2 separate regions of the Pan troglodytes genome follow, and region 2 is linked to region 1. Evidence: chromatin contacts called from public HiChIP or PLAC-seq data. All regions are on one chromosome and are shown on one strand. The core of a region is the stretch at or near the end of the contact, and the rest is flanking DNA. Distances in the headings are between cores, read along the strand shown. Region 1 holds the start of ACD (ACD shelterin complex subunit and telomerase recruitment factor). Region 2 holds the start of ESRP2 (epithelial splicing regulatory protein 2).

What was found. HiChIP or PLAC-seq counts read pairs in DNA pulled down with a chosen protein or histone mark.
Region 2: an H3K4me3 HiChIP or PLAC-seq map of stem cell-derived excitatory neurons shows a contact between it and region 1, with 5 times the contacts expected there. The contact joins the promoter of ESRP2 here to the promoter of ACD in region 1. A contact is called at or near these places in 1 of 7 Hi-C or Micro-C datasets (stem cell-derived neural progenitor cells) and 1 of 1 datasets of contacts at active chromatin or transcription factors (stem cell-derived excitatory neurons).

The regions. Positions count from the first base shown.
Region 1 is chr18:65,701,366-65,708,860 of NHGRI_mPanTro3-v2.0_pri, forward strand. ACD (ACD shelterin complex subunit and telomerase recruitment factor) reads right to left here and starts at 3,439. Exons shown (of 11, transcript XM_054669442.2): 1 at 2,765-3,439; 2 at 2,546-2,688; 3 at 2,345-2,438; 4 at 2,180-2,256; 5 at 2,018-2,062; 6 at 1,872-1,906; 7 at 1,571-1,722; 8 at 1,363-1,459; 9 at 629-1,005; 10 at 405-496; 11 at 175-327. The coding sequence starts at 2,863. The coding sequence ends at 249. It overlaps PARD6A (par-6 family cell polarity regulator alpha), which reads left to right and starts at 3,559. Exons shown (of 3, transcript XM_009431052.4): 1 at 3,559-3,745; 2 at 4,099-4,321; 3 at 4,540-5,418. The coding sequence starts at 3,683. The coding sequence ends at 5,291. CARMIL2 (capping protein regulator and myosin 1 linker 2) reads left to right here. Exons shown (of 38, transcript XM_016928867.4): 38 at 49-212. The coding sequence ends at 161. It overlaps ENKD1 (enkurin domain containing 1), which reads right to left. Exons shown (of 7, transcript XM_016928872.4): 4 at 6,581-6,706; 5 at 6,301-6,464; 6 at 6,064-6,200; 7 at 5,591-5,965. The coding sequence ends at 5,805.
Region 2 is chr18:66,279,049-66,286,543 of NHGRI_mPanTro3-v2.0_pri, forward strand. It overlaps ESRP2 (epithelial splicing regulatory protein 2), which reads right to left and starts at 4,677. Exons shown (of 15, transcript XM_063797308.1): 1 at 4,438-4,677; 2 at 2,205-2,333; 3 at 561-674; 4 at 335-449. The coding sequence starts at 623.

The DNA of each region.
Region 1 (7,495 bases), core at 2,189-4,688:
CTTAGCCCAGCCCTGACCCTTCCTCTCTCTCCCTCCCTCCCCTCACAGGATCTGGCCTTGGAACCGAGCCTCTGCCCCCACAGCCCACAGAGCCCTCCAGCCCTGAGCGGAGCCCACCCTCCCCAGCCACAGACCAAAGAGGCGGCGGCCCCAATCCCTGATCCTCTCCTCTCCTGCCGCATGAGATTATTTTATTAAAAAACTCAAAGGAAGCAGAGTGTGGAGCGGTATCTGTCCTGTGTGACGTCTCACATCGGATTTGGCTCAGACCCTGGCTGTGCATCCATCAGAAAGTGCAAGGCCCAGGCCATGAGCTGGGGAGGAAGCCTGGAAAGAAACCACCGCTGCAGGTCAATGGAGCCTGGGACTAGTGACCAAGAGTGGGGGCAGACCCAGGCACTCACCTGGCAGCTTGGACCCGAGCACAGAGGGACGTGCAGGGTGGCTCATACTCATACTGGAAGGCAGAACCATCACGATGCCTCTTTGGGGGTTCCTGAAAGGGGTATGGTGTCTGGGGAAGAGCTAACAAGGACCCCAACCCCATCCAAGGCTACCCATGCTCCCTCCCAGCTCTACCTCAGGCCTTCCTTGTTCTACCCTCCAGCTGCAGAGGGGCTATGCTCACCCAGACAGAGCAGGGCTCCTGGGCTCCCTTGGTAGCTCCGGTCCTGGGAAAAGGCGGCCGATTCTTGCAGGGTAACCCTACAAACTCCTTGAACTCCAGGCTAGGTTTCTGGGGCCTGGTCACAAGAGCCTGGTGTGGACTGGGGACATGGCTACGGGGTGAGAGACTGGGAGTGCAGCTCTGGAGTGGGGAGCTGGGGGTACGGCTGGCGTGTGGGGACCTGGGGGTCAGGGTGGCAGGCGCTGAGCAGATGGCTGGTGAGGGCTGGGAGCTGCTCCTCTGCCCTGGGTCTGGAGCAGCCAAGGACAGGGCAGGCAGAAGGCTGATGCTGGTACCACTTTCCTCGGATGACATGTGGCCGGGTAAGGCCGGGGTTCCTGAGGAGGAGGGGACTTATTGTAGGCACAGCCCTCTCCGCTCAGGGCAGCTGAGTGGCCTGCGAGCTCAGACAGGACTGCAGGGACCGTGTTCATCCCCCACCCACCGTGCACCTTTCACAGCATCCTGCACAGCCCGGGAACCTGACTGACAGGCGGCAGTGAGTGCCTGTGACCTGTGCATCACCTCACCTGAGGAACTGGGTGAGGAAGGAGGAGAGGCTATGAGGGTCAGAGATAGGTCCTGCAGAGCCGGGTCTGGTGGGGGCAGCTCAGGGCCTGGGGGGTTCAGGAAGTCTTATCAGCACTGTGGACCTGGGCCCCAGGTATCCCCCCAACCTCTCCAGTCCCCCTTACCCTGTGTCCTCTGACAGGGGCCTAGAGAGCTCAGAATTAGCTGGTCATTCTCAGAGATGCACAGCATTGAGCTGGGGACAGTGTACACAGCTTCTCCCTGTGGGACATGAACTCTGTAGGACAGGCCCGTTTACTCTCATGTCCTGTGGAATATGACCCTTGCCCAACTCCTCACCCTGACATCTCCCAAGCAAATCCCCAGACTGACCGTGGCCTTGCATCGTGAGGCAGCCCAGTGGGTGACGGGGGGTGCCGTGCAAGGGCCCTCCAGTGTCAGGCAGCTTTCAGCCAGGCACACGAGTGCCCCCTGATGCTCCTGGTCCTCCCGCATTTCATCCAGAAGCTGGGACAGTGATAGGCCTGGGGACAGGGGACCATGGGATGAGTCAAGGCTTAAAGGGGAGGACCAGGAGGGTGAGGGGGAAGACAGCTTATTGAGGAAGCATAAGGTTAAGGCTGGAGAGGTCACTGCACAGGGTGTTAGGATCACTGGTCAAGCCCTACAGTACCTGCATTGGACGAGGTGGACTCTGAAAGGTGCTCCCTACAGGAAGAGAGTGGCCAGGACTCAGGAACCATGCTGAGGCCCGTCTACCTAGATACACCATCCCCTCACCAAACCACACGTGGCCCCCGAGCCCAACCCCAGACTCACTCAAGGCAGTCATAGAGCTTTTTCTGAACATCTAAGTCTTGGTTGCTAAGAAAAAGAGAAGGGTAGTTAATGGGGGCCCAAGCCCTCCTACCCCATAGGCGTCTGCCAGCGCCGGCCAGGCTGGGGTGGGGAGAGCCGCTGGAGGGCGGAGGCATCACTTACCAACCAGGCACCCGTAGCCGGGGCTGCTCCGTGGGCAGCAGGCTGAAGCGGTCCACCTGGAGATAGAACTCTGCGGGCTGGAGGAGTTCGTGGGGAAGGGGAGGTCTCAGAATCGTCACGAAGAGTCATGCCCGGTAACCCGCCCAAGACAGTCTCACCACTCACCGCGCCGCCCTCAGCGACCTGGACATGAACCCCGCAGTCCTGCAGCAGCAGCAGCCGGCCCTCTGTCCCGCGGAAGCCGAACTCCTTCTCCTCCCTACGACAAGCAGGATCCTCACTGCCGGGCCCACCTGAACACAAGGCCCGCCCACCTCGCGCTCTCCTGCCGGACTCCGACCTCCGGAGCCGCGCGGGGCCTCTCACCAGTCCGAGGTGTCCAGGGCCTCCCGCGTCACCAGGCATCGGACACTGTGGGTCCCGTCAGACACAAGCAGCGTGGCCCCGACGTCGGACGTATCAGGGGCGTGGGATGGGCCCGCGACCGCGGCCTCGGCCTCCTGTAGTACCTGACGGCGGCGAGCGGCGTCAATCCCACCACCCCGGGCCTCCGCCTCGGTCTCCGGGCCCTGAATGGGGGCTCACCTCGAGCAGCTGCCCGGCTCGTGGACTGGAGAGTGTCTCTGACCCCAGAATCAGCTCCCGAATCCAGGGCCGTAGGACCAGCCTCCCCGAACCTGCCATCCCCACGGCTACACCCAGCGGATGCAAGGGGCCCGGGTTTCCCGCGGGCGCCCAGGCCCCGCCTTTCCTCGGAAGAGGAAGCTCCTTCGGCTGGGCGGGGCCGGAGGAGGAGGCCCCGCCCACGTATACCCCAAGCCTGCGCACGAGGGCGTCCTGCTCGGGGGCCTGTGTGCAGACTCCCGCTGGTCCACCCCGCTGGTGCACGGGATGCTGGCCCGTTTACTCTCATCGCGGCGTCACTCTGACAGCGGCCAGGCATTTGGGCCGTTTGTCAAGATTCCTGTGGTACCGGTAGGGAACAGAACAAGGGCTGGTCCCGTCCCTGGAGAGGGTTCCAGGGCCGGAGGCTGAGGCCGAGTGCCGTCCGAGCGAGTTGACTCGAAACCATTTAAGCACCGTGTGACCCCCGAACGGTTCAGCACATATTTATTATGACTCAGTTTCCTCATCTACACAGTGCACGGTCTTGTAAGGCCAGTGGAAATAAGAGCACACACACAGCGCTAAATAAATGGTACTTCCTTCGCCCTCCCCTCGGATTGGCGGAGCCCTGCTCCCCAGACTCCGGGGGCGCGCGGACCTCAGCGTGATGACGCAAGAGCGGAGGACGGCTCCTCTCCATCCACGGCTCCGTTTCCTAGGAAACGTGGACTCCGCGTTCCACTCTGCGTCGCTGCCCCCTTGACGTCACGCTCCGGATGGGAAGGCGGGGCGTGTGCTACCGCCAGGGGCGGGGCGGCGCGGGCGGGCCGGCCGGGCTGTGCACCTGCGCCTCGGCGGGCCGCCTGGGGCACCGTCCCCGGCCCGCCCGGCCCCGCCATGGCCCGGCCGCAGAGGACTCCGGCGCGCAGTCCCGATAGCATCGTCGAGGTGAAGAGCAAAGTAAGGGCTCCTCCGGCCTCGGCCCTAGGCGCTCCCAATTCCCTCTTTCTCCCCTTCCCAGCTCCTTGGTCCCCGCCACCTCTTCCCTCTATCCTCCAAGTCCCATTCTGCTTTTCTGCTCGCCTTCCCCCATCCGTCTTCCTTCCTCCACTGCTGGTCTCCAGCTCTCTGTGGCCTGAGTACCTGGAGGGCGGTAAGAAGACCTTGGACAGCGTCCCTGGTACTGGAGCTGAGGTCTGGGCTTAAGGCTGCCGCAAAAGCGGCAGCCGCATCTTTCCCATCCCTGCCAGCCTGCGGTGAGAAAGGGGCGCAGGCTGTCCTGACTCCTCCTCTCCCCCAACCCCGACTTCCAGTTTGACGCCGAGTTCCGACGCTTCGCGCTGCCTCGCGCTTCGGTGAGCGGCTTCCAGGAGTTCTCGCGGTTGCTGCGGGCGGTGCACCAGATCCCGGGCCTGGACGTGCTACTTGGCTATACGGATGCTCATGGCGACCTGCTGCCCCTCACCAACGACGACAGCCTGCACCGGGCCCTGGCCAGCGGGCCCCCGCCACTGCGCCTACTGGTGCAGAAGCGGGGTGAGGAGGGGTACAGTGGGCAGCCTCTGTGGGGTAAGGTGTCTGTGGGGCAGGTCTACAAGGGTTAGTCCATGCCCAGGGTACCCAAGCGTCACCCTCTGCAGTCCCTGCCCTTGGCTTGACCTCCAAGTGGTAGGAAATAGCTACAGTGCCCCCTGTAAACAGCCCAAGTCGGGGAGCAGGTCTCTGATCTCAATATTCCCCCTCTTCTGCAGCAGAAGCTGACTCCAGCGGCCTGGCTTTTGCCTCCAACTCTCTGCAGCGGCGCAAGAAAGGGCTCTTGCTGCGGCCAGTGGCACCCCTGCGCACCCGGCCACCCTTGCTAATCAGCCTGCCCCAAGATTTCCGCCAGGTTTCCTCAGTCATAGACGTGGACCTACTGCCTGAGACCCACCGACGGGTGCGGCTGCACAAGCATGGTTCAGACCGCCCCCTGGGCTTCTACATCCGAGATGGCATGAGCGTGCGTGTGGCTCCCCAGGGCCTGGAGCGGGTTCCAGGAATCTTCATCTCCCGCCTGGTACGTGGGGGTCTGGCTGAGAGTACAGGGCTGCTGGCGGTCAGTGATGAGATCCTCGAGGTCAATGGCATTGAAGTAGCCGGGAAGACCTTGGACCAAGTGACGGACATGATGGTTGCCAACAGCCATAACCTCATTGTCACTGTCAAGCCCGCCAACCAGCGCAATAACGTGGTGCGAGGGGCATCTGGGCGTTTGACAGGTCCTCCCTCTGCAGGGCCTGGGCCTGCTGAGCCTGATAGTGACGATGACAGCAGTGACCTGGTCATTGAGAACCGCCAGCCTCCCAGTTCCAATGGGCTGTCTCAGGGGCCCCCGTGCTGGGACCTGCACCCTGGCTGCCGACATCCTGGTACCCGCAGCTCTCTGCCCTCCCTGGATGACCAGGAGCAGGCCAGTTCTGGCTGGGGGAGTCGCATTCGAGGAGATGGTAGTGGCTTCAGCCTCTGACAGTCAGGATGAAGCCCCATGCCACTCCACACTGCTGGGACATGGCAGGGACTTCACAGTGGGGGTTTTTAGCTGGCTCACAGGGCTCCCTCAGCCTGGGGAACATTAAAGGTTTTCTACAAATACAGTCATGGTCCTTGTGTGTCCCAGTCCCAGCCTCCTCCCTGGTCCCACCAGCTTGCCTTCTGCTCTGGACTAAGGCAGGAGTGACACTGGGGAGAACTTCCTGCAATCAAGCAGCAGGAGGGCCACCAGGCTTGGCATTTTTAGGGTAAGAAAAGCTCTTATGGAAACAAATCCTGTGTACAAAATGTTTAATTTTGACAAAGCAGTTAAAAGGCTGGGGTGGCCCTTCTGCAGCCACTGGTGACTGGGAAGAGTGCTCTAGGGACACTGGCCACCCCCCTGCTCCTGTCTTCAGACCTCTGCTCTGGGATTGGGTCCAACCCTGTCCTTTGCAGCCATGTGGCGATCCTCAGCATGGAGCTCCTTGCCACTGTCCCCCAAAGGGGCTCAGTCATCCATCTTCACGAAGACTTTGGGCCGAGAAAAGATCTTGATGGACTCCTCTACCTGCACCAGCTTCCGGTCCAGCTCAGCACGGTGGCTCTGGGCTCTCAGTGAGTCTGCCCCAGCAGGCAGCAGTACCAGCTCACGCAGCAGCTGGCTCTGGCCTACAGGGGGCCCGGGAACAGTGAGAACAGTGAGTGTTGGGCAGGGGTGCCTGGTCCCCAGTGGGGCCCCCCTCCAGCCTCCCTGCCCAGGTACTCACTCTGGAGCAGCTTGGTCAGTGTTTCCAGCCGCTGGTTCTCAGGCATGCGCGTGTGGCCTGGGGGCATGGCAGGGTCCGGCTGGCTCTGCTTGCGGGCCTCGGCCTCCCGCCGCCACAGGTCCCTGCGCTCCAACAAGCTGTGGGTACACAGGCTCAGGGTTGATGACCTGAGGGCAGAGTTTGGTTCCCACCCTCCACAGGTGTCCTTCACCCTGAGTGTCAGGCAGTGAGACCTACTAATGTGGCACATGGCCCTTCTGCGTGGCATTGTAGTGCTCCTGGGCCTGACGCTGCTGCTCTAGCACTTGTGCCAGGACCTGCAGTGAGCAGGAATGCCTCCGGGGGGCTCTCTTGGCAGCTCGTGCATTGTGACGAATGAAGTCCACCCCCAGGCCTGGCTCCTGCAGGACACAGCAAGCGTGGGTGGGGGCAGACAGCATTATGTTGTGTCCCTGAACACCCCCCCTACACCGGGAGCCCTGCCCAACCACCATCTAGCCCCCATACATCCTCTCACCTTAGCTTCGGGACCTGGTGGGGTTGGCTGGGGACTAGATACATGGGGTGGTGGGAGGCCAGGGCCGCAGCGGGAGTGCGCCCGCAGGAAGTGGGCAGACTCTGTCCCAGAGGCAGGGCCAGGCTCCTGGAGGGCAGGGCACAGCAGAGAGAGCAGGCAGGCTGAGGTCTGGGGCTCAAGCTGCAAGACCCTGGCCATCTTGGCCCTTCTGACCTTTGCATCCATGTCCCTGGGGCCCTCTTCCCTCTTCAAGGGACACTTGTCCTCATCAGCACACAAATGTGTGAGTATGTCAGATTTTTAAGAAAACAACAAACCATCTCTCCTTCCACCTCAGTACTGGCCCAGCTACCACTCTCTTTCCTCCTTCCTAGCCAAGCTTCCTGGCTCTAGCCCTGCAAGGCTCCTAACAGCTGGCCTCCAAGTCCTCAAATCCAGGCGGTCAATTCCTTGGTCTCGTTGTCCTCAACCTGATCGTCAATAACTCCTAGGTCTCACTCCTGAGATCCAGGCCTGAATTTCCATCTGCTTCCTGGACACACTCCCACCCCCTGGGAACCCCACAGATGCTTCAGCTACAACACATTTGTGTGACCTTGCCTTTCCTCTCACTCCTGCTCCTCCTGCTGAATCCCTGGATTGAAGAATGGTGCTGCTCTCTGAGACAGAGCCCCCCACCATACCCCTGCCCTTCCCACTGTCCTCAGAAATAAGGGCTGAAAAGTGGCTTTTGTGGCCCCTGATGTGGGTCCAGCTGACTTCTTGGCCTAACTTCACGCCCTTCTTTCCTCACAGTGAACTGTACCTAGCATCTCCACTGCTGCGTGCCCTGTGGTCTGTGAGGTTCCATCTTTTGGGAATGTTCTCTTCTGCTGTCCCTTTGACTAATTGCTACTTGCCCTCAGGATCAGCCCC
Region 2 (7,495 bases), core at 3,427-5,926, 580 kb after region 1:
AGAGAAGTGACAGTGAAGACATCTTAGCATAAGCACTAATCCTGTTTACTCCTGGGCCCAACTCCCCTCCATAGACACATGCTGGAGACCAGCATACACATTTGTTTTGGCCCAGTTCATGTGTGCACATACAGATTCCCAGTCCAGACATAGACAGACACATACCCACATTCCAAACTCATCCTAGCACAGACACGAAGACACAGTACACTCAGGGACTTAGCAGATAACGCAGTCTTGTATGTGTCCATATTACCCACCCACAGCATGCACATACTCAGACACATGTACCCACAGTGGCTTCTCCACCCTAACCCTGCTGGGTCACAGATACCCTGTGCCATGGTGGCCACAGTGAGGTCCCTGGCAGGGCAGGTGCTTGGATGCTGCATATGGAATTCTCTTCGGAGGTCATAGAAGGAGAAGAACATGTCGGGGAGCACCAGGTTCTGGGGGCACATAGGATTGGGGATGAGCGCCCTGCCCACCCTCAGGACAACAGGGGTTCTGGGAACCTTACTGACCACCCCACCCCACCCGGTTTTCCTTCAGGAGCATACCTTCCTGGAGGCCTCGGGGTGCAGGACCTGTCGCAATAGCTGCTGCCCATCAGTGCAGAGCATGTAGGGGCCCCCGCCCAGCAAAGCCACATCCCCGTTCACCAGCTGTGAGAACTGGGGATAGGGAATGGGGAGAGAGAAACACACAGATTCACAGCTGGGCAGGCAGGAAGTGAGGGTAGGAGGAGGAAGGAGGCAGGCTGCAAAGCTGGTTCAGCCAGATGTTCAGCCCTATCCTGCCTGGGAATAAGAGGCCACGCCTGTTGAGCCTAGCCCTATGTCCCTTCCCCCTCACCCCCCAACCCTGTTCCAGTCCACTGTCACCTCCTCCAGGCCAAATGAGGGCAATCACATATAACCGAAGCCCTCAACACACACACTCCAGGAGTTTGGAGTGGGGCCAGAGCAAACACCTGGAGTGGGACAAGCAGGTGGGAAGGGGCGGGGCAAAGCAGGTTAAACCTGTCTTTGACCGGGCACCACCCTCAGACAGGTGGGGGAGGCCCAGGCCTGCCTGAGGCCCAGAAGGCTCATGGTCAATGGCAGCCCCGCCTCCAGGTCTGACCAACCGAGGGGCAGAGAAACTCCAAGGACAGAGCTCCACACTTGGACATCAGGGGCAGCATGAGCTTTGACCCACATCCTATTGACCGGCTGGCACTGAGCTGTTTGCTCATAGAGGGGGTGGCACTCCTGAGGCTGCCCAGCCCTCCCCCAGCCTCCATCCTTGCTGGAGAAATATAAACACTAATCAGTGACCCACGAACCCTCCCTGCCAATTCTGTGACACTTTACAACTTGGGGCTGACAGAGCAAGGCAACCCAGCTCTCCTCCAGCAAACTCCCCAAGTGAAGGGCCGGGAGCCCTTCTGGAACAGACAAGGAATCATCATCGTGGTGCCTCCTCATCAGGAACCACAAGAGTTGTTGGAAGATGAAAGAATGTGAGCGTATAAAAAGGACTTACACTAATTACACTCAAGAGTCACACATAGAATGAGCGCCGTAGTGAAGATAAGGAAAAGAAAACAGCAATGGAAACCACCTCCCACTTCAGCTAGGGCAGGAGGCACCCCAGGCCTTTGCACTCAGCAGGCAGATAGTCCCCCAGGCGAGGCCGGGACAGCGCCCACGCCTGGCCAGCCGGCCGGGACAGGCCTAGACGAGCAGTTTACACCTGGCGGCGTCTACCTCTAGGGCCGACACCGCCCTACGCCTCCGCTCCAGCAGCTCCCAAGCAGGCCGAAGACGCGGGCGGCAAGGACAGGTGACCTATATGGGCCCCTCGACCCCTTTCGCTTCCGGCTGCAGCTCAGGGAGACCTGACCCAGCAGGTCTCCCAAAGGCGTCTCGGCCTCGCTCCCCGGGCGGGAACTGGGGATGGATCCCAAAGCCTGCGTCCCGATCCCTTCGGTAGGAGTAGGTTCCTGCAATGGTTGAAAAGTAAGGCGCCCAGGGGAATGGCTGGCACGCGCGGATGAAAGGGACACGCACACGTGAGAGTCGCTCAAAGTTTCAAACAAGACCCCAGTCCTGCCGCCTGGGCCGGTTGGTTGCGGCACGCCAGGCCTAGCCTCCGGCCGCCACTCCCGCCCAGAAATGTCCTCACGTCCAGGCCATGCCGCCACCCACCCCGGCGCTCACCTGCTGCAGCACCTTGTCCAGCGGCTCTGCCCGCGCCAGGCTGTCGGCGCTCAGGCCGCTCGCCTCGCGGCACTGCGTACTCAGTGCGGCCGCCTCGGCACGAACCAGCGATTTGTGCAGCGTCCCCACCTGTGAGCGGCGGGGGAAACCGATCAGCCGCGCCCCTCGACCCCGGAAGCTCCCTGGGGACCTCACCGCCTCCTTTCCACCCTACCTGGCGGCTCCGCGGCTCAACCACTTGCCAAACTAGGAGGATTAAGTCGGTCTCGTCCGAGCCCAGGTCCCGTCCCAGCGCACCCGCCGTAGCCCCGAAGAGGACGACCAGTGATCCGGGCCAGGGGCAGGGGTCCGCGGCGGGGTCGGCCGCGGGGTCAGGGCCCGGGGGAGGGGGCGGCGGCGGCGGCGGAGTCATGGCCGCAGAGGAAGGGGGCTCTCGGCCAGACACACGCGGACCGACGAGGCGCACGCACGCACCGACCGACCGCAGACGCGGATCAGCTTGGGCGGGACACCGTGTATCGGGGGCGGCACCTGCGGCCCGGCTGGCTCAGTGGGCGCTGCCGAGACCCGCCCGTGGCGCCCCGCGGGGCGGGGCGGCTACCGGCCCACGCCCTCTCCAGGCGAGTTACCTGCCGGCCCCGCCGGCCACGTGACCGGGGCGGCTCCGGGAACCTTGGGGGAGGGCCGCCAGAACCCAACCCAGGACGCAAGAGCTCACGCTCCCGGCCTGGGCGCACGCTTAGGATCCGGATTCCTACTTCCAGGGCTGGTCCTGCCTGATTTTGGGGGCTATCCCATTCTTCCGCTCTCCCCCCACTCTTCCCCAGGGGCCGTCAGGCCTCTGCAAAGGAGCGTGCAAGACAGAGGCCTTCTCCAGTATGGAAGTCACCAGGAGGCAGTCTAGGGGCTGTGGGGGTCAACACGGCAGGTCTGGGGTTGATGGAAGTCAAAGGGTCAAGGGGGCGGTGAGAGTTGCCGGGTATCACCCTGTAGGGGGATCACCAGAAGTCACCTGGGAAAGGGGAGGGCGGCGGGAACATCAGCGTTGTTAGAGCTGTGGGGTGGTCACCAGGGATCACAGGGAAGGGCTTGTCCACGCAGATGCTAGGGCCGAGCGCTAGCCTGGCACTGAGAAGTGCCAGAGCGCGGTCGTTGTGGGTTGGGAGTGGGCAGGCCTCAATGCTGGGGAAAGGAACCCCCCAAATCCCAGAGAGCTGCACCCTAGACGAGGCTGAGAGGGGTAGAACGGGCCTGGAGCCTCACTCCTACCCCACGTGTGGGGGCCTGCCTGCTTTCGTCCCTTTCTGGACGGTGGAGAAGCTGCCTGGAGATTGCGAGCGCTCTGGCCGATGGGGGGCTAGCGTTGAGCGTGTGTGCGCGCATGCGGGCTGCAGATCCTCCCTTTTCCATCCCGCACCTACAACCCAATTGACAGCCCCACATTTGGGGCTCCCATTCCTCCCTTTGCCCAGTGGAGCTTGGTGAGGCTCCTTTATGGCGCGTTTCCCGGCCGTTCCTTACTTTCCCAAACTCTCCCAGGGAGGTGACTGAGAAACTGAATAAGTGACTGAGAAACTGAATAATCCAGCAGGAAGGAGGGGGCTCCAGCGTGGCGGGAACTGAGTCACGCGGTTGCCTAGCCCGACTCGAGACTGAGACGGGAGCCGCACCACGCGCTTTCGGACAAGGAGGGTGCTGCGGCCCGGCCCCTGGACAATGGAGAGAGCAGGGCACCCGGGCGCATCAGCAGAACTCATGCCCGGGAAAGGGGCGAGGCCCGGGGGGAGAGAGCTCAGCGTAGCTCCACTTGGCAGCTAAAGAAACAGGCGCCCGGGACGGAAATGACTCGCGCCCGGACACGGCGACAGGGAGAGCATGGGAAGTGCTTCCTTCGCCCGGCGGGTTCGAGCGAGTAGCACTTTACTTTCCCTACAGGCGGAGGCGGGCCTTGGTGCGCGGCTGTCCATCTCCGGACCGCCCACCCGGGCACTGGCCCATGCGTCTCCTCCCCCGGAAGCGGTAAGCGAATCAGGCGCGGGGGAAGGGAGAACGTTGCTCCTCGGGCCCCTCCTCCCGATAAGCCTGGAATGTCAAATATTTGTTCGCGGGGCGGGGCGCAACCGCGAGTAACGCTCCTCCCCCTCCCGCCCGGTAGCGCGCCTGCGCCTGGTGGAGGCGGCCCTTCCTCCGGCCACGCCCTTCCAGCCAACTCCCCTAAACCAGTGGCCCTAACCGCCGCATTCCTGAAGCTCCACAGAAGCACGTCGCTTCCTCCTTGGCTCCTGTCTGGGTTCCACTCTTACAGCACAGGGTCACAGCGTCCCCGCCCGGAGGTCTGGGCGCTACTCGGTCTCCTTCTCGCCCCTCCTGGCGACCTCATCTGTGCAGCCTCTAGGCCCTTTTTCCTCTTCAGCCTGAGTCTCGACGCCCGCTCTTCCCGGAAGCCACCTTCGCGAGGTGACTGCTCCATTGTGGCGTCTCTGGCAGTCCTGAGCGCTTTCCCACGGAAGACGCGCTTATGCGTGTCCAAGTCGCCGCTGGGTCGTGAACCTGAGGCACGGGCTGGTAGCACAGTGCGGCTCCCCTAAACTACCCCGGATGCCCATCCGGCTGCCCCCATAGCAAGACAACTCCTGCAACTTAGATTCTTTTTATTTTATTTTATTTTTTTAATTTTTATTATTCTTTTCTTTGAGACGGAGTCTTGCTCTTGTTGCCCAGACTGGAGTGCAATGGCGCGATCTCGGCTTACTGCAACCTCCGCCTCCTGGGTTCAAGCGATTCTCCTGCCTCAGCCTCCCAAGTAGCTGGGATTACAGGCGTGCACCACCACGCCTGTATTTTTTTAGTAGAGACGGGGTTTCACCATGTTGATCAGGCTGGATGGTCTCGAACTCCTGACCTCAGGTGATCCACCCGCCTCGGCCTCCCAGTGCTGGGATTACGGGCGTGAGCCACCACGCCTGGCTAATTTTTGTATTTTTTGCAGAGACGGGGTCTCGCCATGTTGACCAGGCTGGTCTCGAACTCCGCCCACCTCGGCCTCCCGAAGGGCTAGAATTATAGGCATGAGCTACCGTGCACTCAGCTCCAACCCTTGGATTCTTCTTTAAAAACCAAATTCGTTTAAATACTGGGCAGGAGGATGGGGTCCTGTTTTGCTGAGATCCCTTACTCATCTTCAGATGAGTCCTTCCAGATCACCCCATTATTACTAAACAACCCACACTCCTGACCCCAACCGACCCTCATTGCTTTCTGCCCCCCAACCCCCCAACTTAACCAACTTATAACACGATTTATTAATCGTGTATTGTCTCCCCGCTCCATCATCCTATCCTCGAAGATAGAGGCTTACCCCCAACGCCTGTCACTGAATGAATGAACTGTTGTCTAAGGCTAGCTTCTTCTGCCACAGGGTATTTCAGCAATGGTAAGACACAGGCCTTTGCAGTAGGGTCTCATCTGTGCCCTTTCCTCCTCTCCAGCCCTGCCCCTTCTCTATCTAGGGCTCCAGCTCTTCCTCCAGAATTTTTTTTTTTTTTTTTTTGAGACAGAGTCTCGCTCTGTCCCCCAGGCTGGAGTGCAATGGCATGATCCCGGCTCACTGCAACCTCCGCCTCCTGGGTTGACGCGATTCCTCTGCCTCTGCCTCTGCCTCAGCCTCCCGAGTAGCTGGGACTACAGGCGCGCGCCACCATGCCGGGTTAATTTTTGTATTTTTAATAAAGATGGGATTTCCCCATATTGAACAGGCTGGTCTCGAACTCCTGACCTCGTGATCCGCCCGCCTCGGCCTCCCAAAGTGTTGGGATTACAGGCATGAGCCACCGCTCCCGGCCTTCCTCCAGATTTTCTACCTTCCGCAGGGGTACCTTCTGTAGTTTGAGATTTCTGTACTTCTCTAAAAATTGTCCCCCACCCCCACCCGACTCCTCGCTCCCCTGGGGTTCATGAATTAATGAATAGGAGATTGGTACGGCAGAGAGGTAAGCAAGGCCCCGGCGGCCCAGGCCGCCTGAGGTCAGCCGCCTTTCTCAAAACCGCGTGCCAGATATTTGGAAGAAAGAACTGGGTTCCGTGGGCCTCATACTCGCGAAATTTTACCCTCACCTTGGCCCTCAGGCCTGCCTGGGCTGCACTCCTAAAGGCAGCCGGCGCTGTTGCTTCGGGGACATGAAAGCCCGGGCAGATACAGGGTGGGAGGCGGGAAGCGTGGCGGGTCTCCTGGAACCTCCAGGGCGTCTAGGAGTGGTGCGAAAACGCCCTCCCTCCTTCCCTTCGCTACCAAGAAAGATCTCGCAGTGGAAGAGGATTCGACGCTGGGGATCACCGCGGAGATCCACACTCGCCTGCCCAGACCCGTCCCCGCTCTCAGCGACCCTCCTTATGTCCCGGGCCACCCCACTAGCCAGCGCGTTGGGCCCCACCTCCCGGGTTGGGATCCCCGCACCTGTGCGGAGTGGCTGCCGAGCACCCGCCAGAGGGCGCGCTGACTCCGTTGCCAGAACCAGGGGGGCAGGGGCGTGCGCCCGAGGTCGAGCAAAGCACCAGTACAGTGGTGAAAAGGGGGTCCCCTAGATGCCCCCATCAGGCCAATACCCTTTGGCTTTATTTTTATTTTATTTTATTTTAATTTTATTTTGAGACGGAGTTTTGGTCTCGTCTCCCAGGCTGGAGTGCAATGGCGCGATTTCGGCCCACTGCAACTTCCGCCTCCCGGGTTCAAGCCGTTCTCCTGCCTCAGCCTCCTGAGTAGCTGGGATTACAAGTGCTCGCCACCACGCCCGGCTAATTTTTGTATTTTTAGTAGAGACGGGGTTTCACCATGTTAGCCAGGCAGATCTCAAACTCCTGACCTCAAGTGATCTGCCTGCCTCGGCCTCCCAAAGTGCAGGGATTAGAGGCGTGAGCCACTGCGCCTGGCCTATTTTATTTTGTTTTATTTTATTTTAATTTTTTTGAGACAGAGTCTTGCTCTGTCGCCCAGGCTGGAGTGCAGTGGCACGATTTTGGCTCTCTGCAACCTCCGCCTCCCGGGTTCAAGCGATTCTCCTGCCTCAGCCTCCTGAGTAGTGGGATTACAGGCACGCAACACCACGCCTAGCTAATTTTTGTATTTCTAGTACAGATAGGGTTTCACCATGTTGGTCAGCCTGGTCTCGAACTCCTGACCTCGTGATCCGCCCGCCTCTGCCTCCCAAAGTGCTGGGATTACAGGCGTGAGCCACCACGCCCGGCTTATTTTATTTTTATTTATTTTTGAGACAGAGTCTCATTCTGTCACCCAG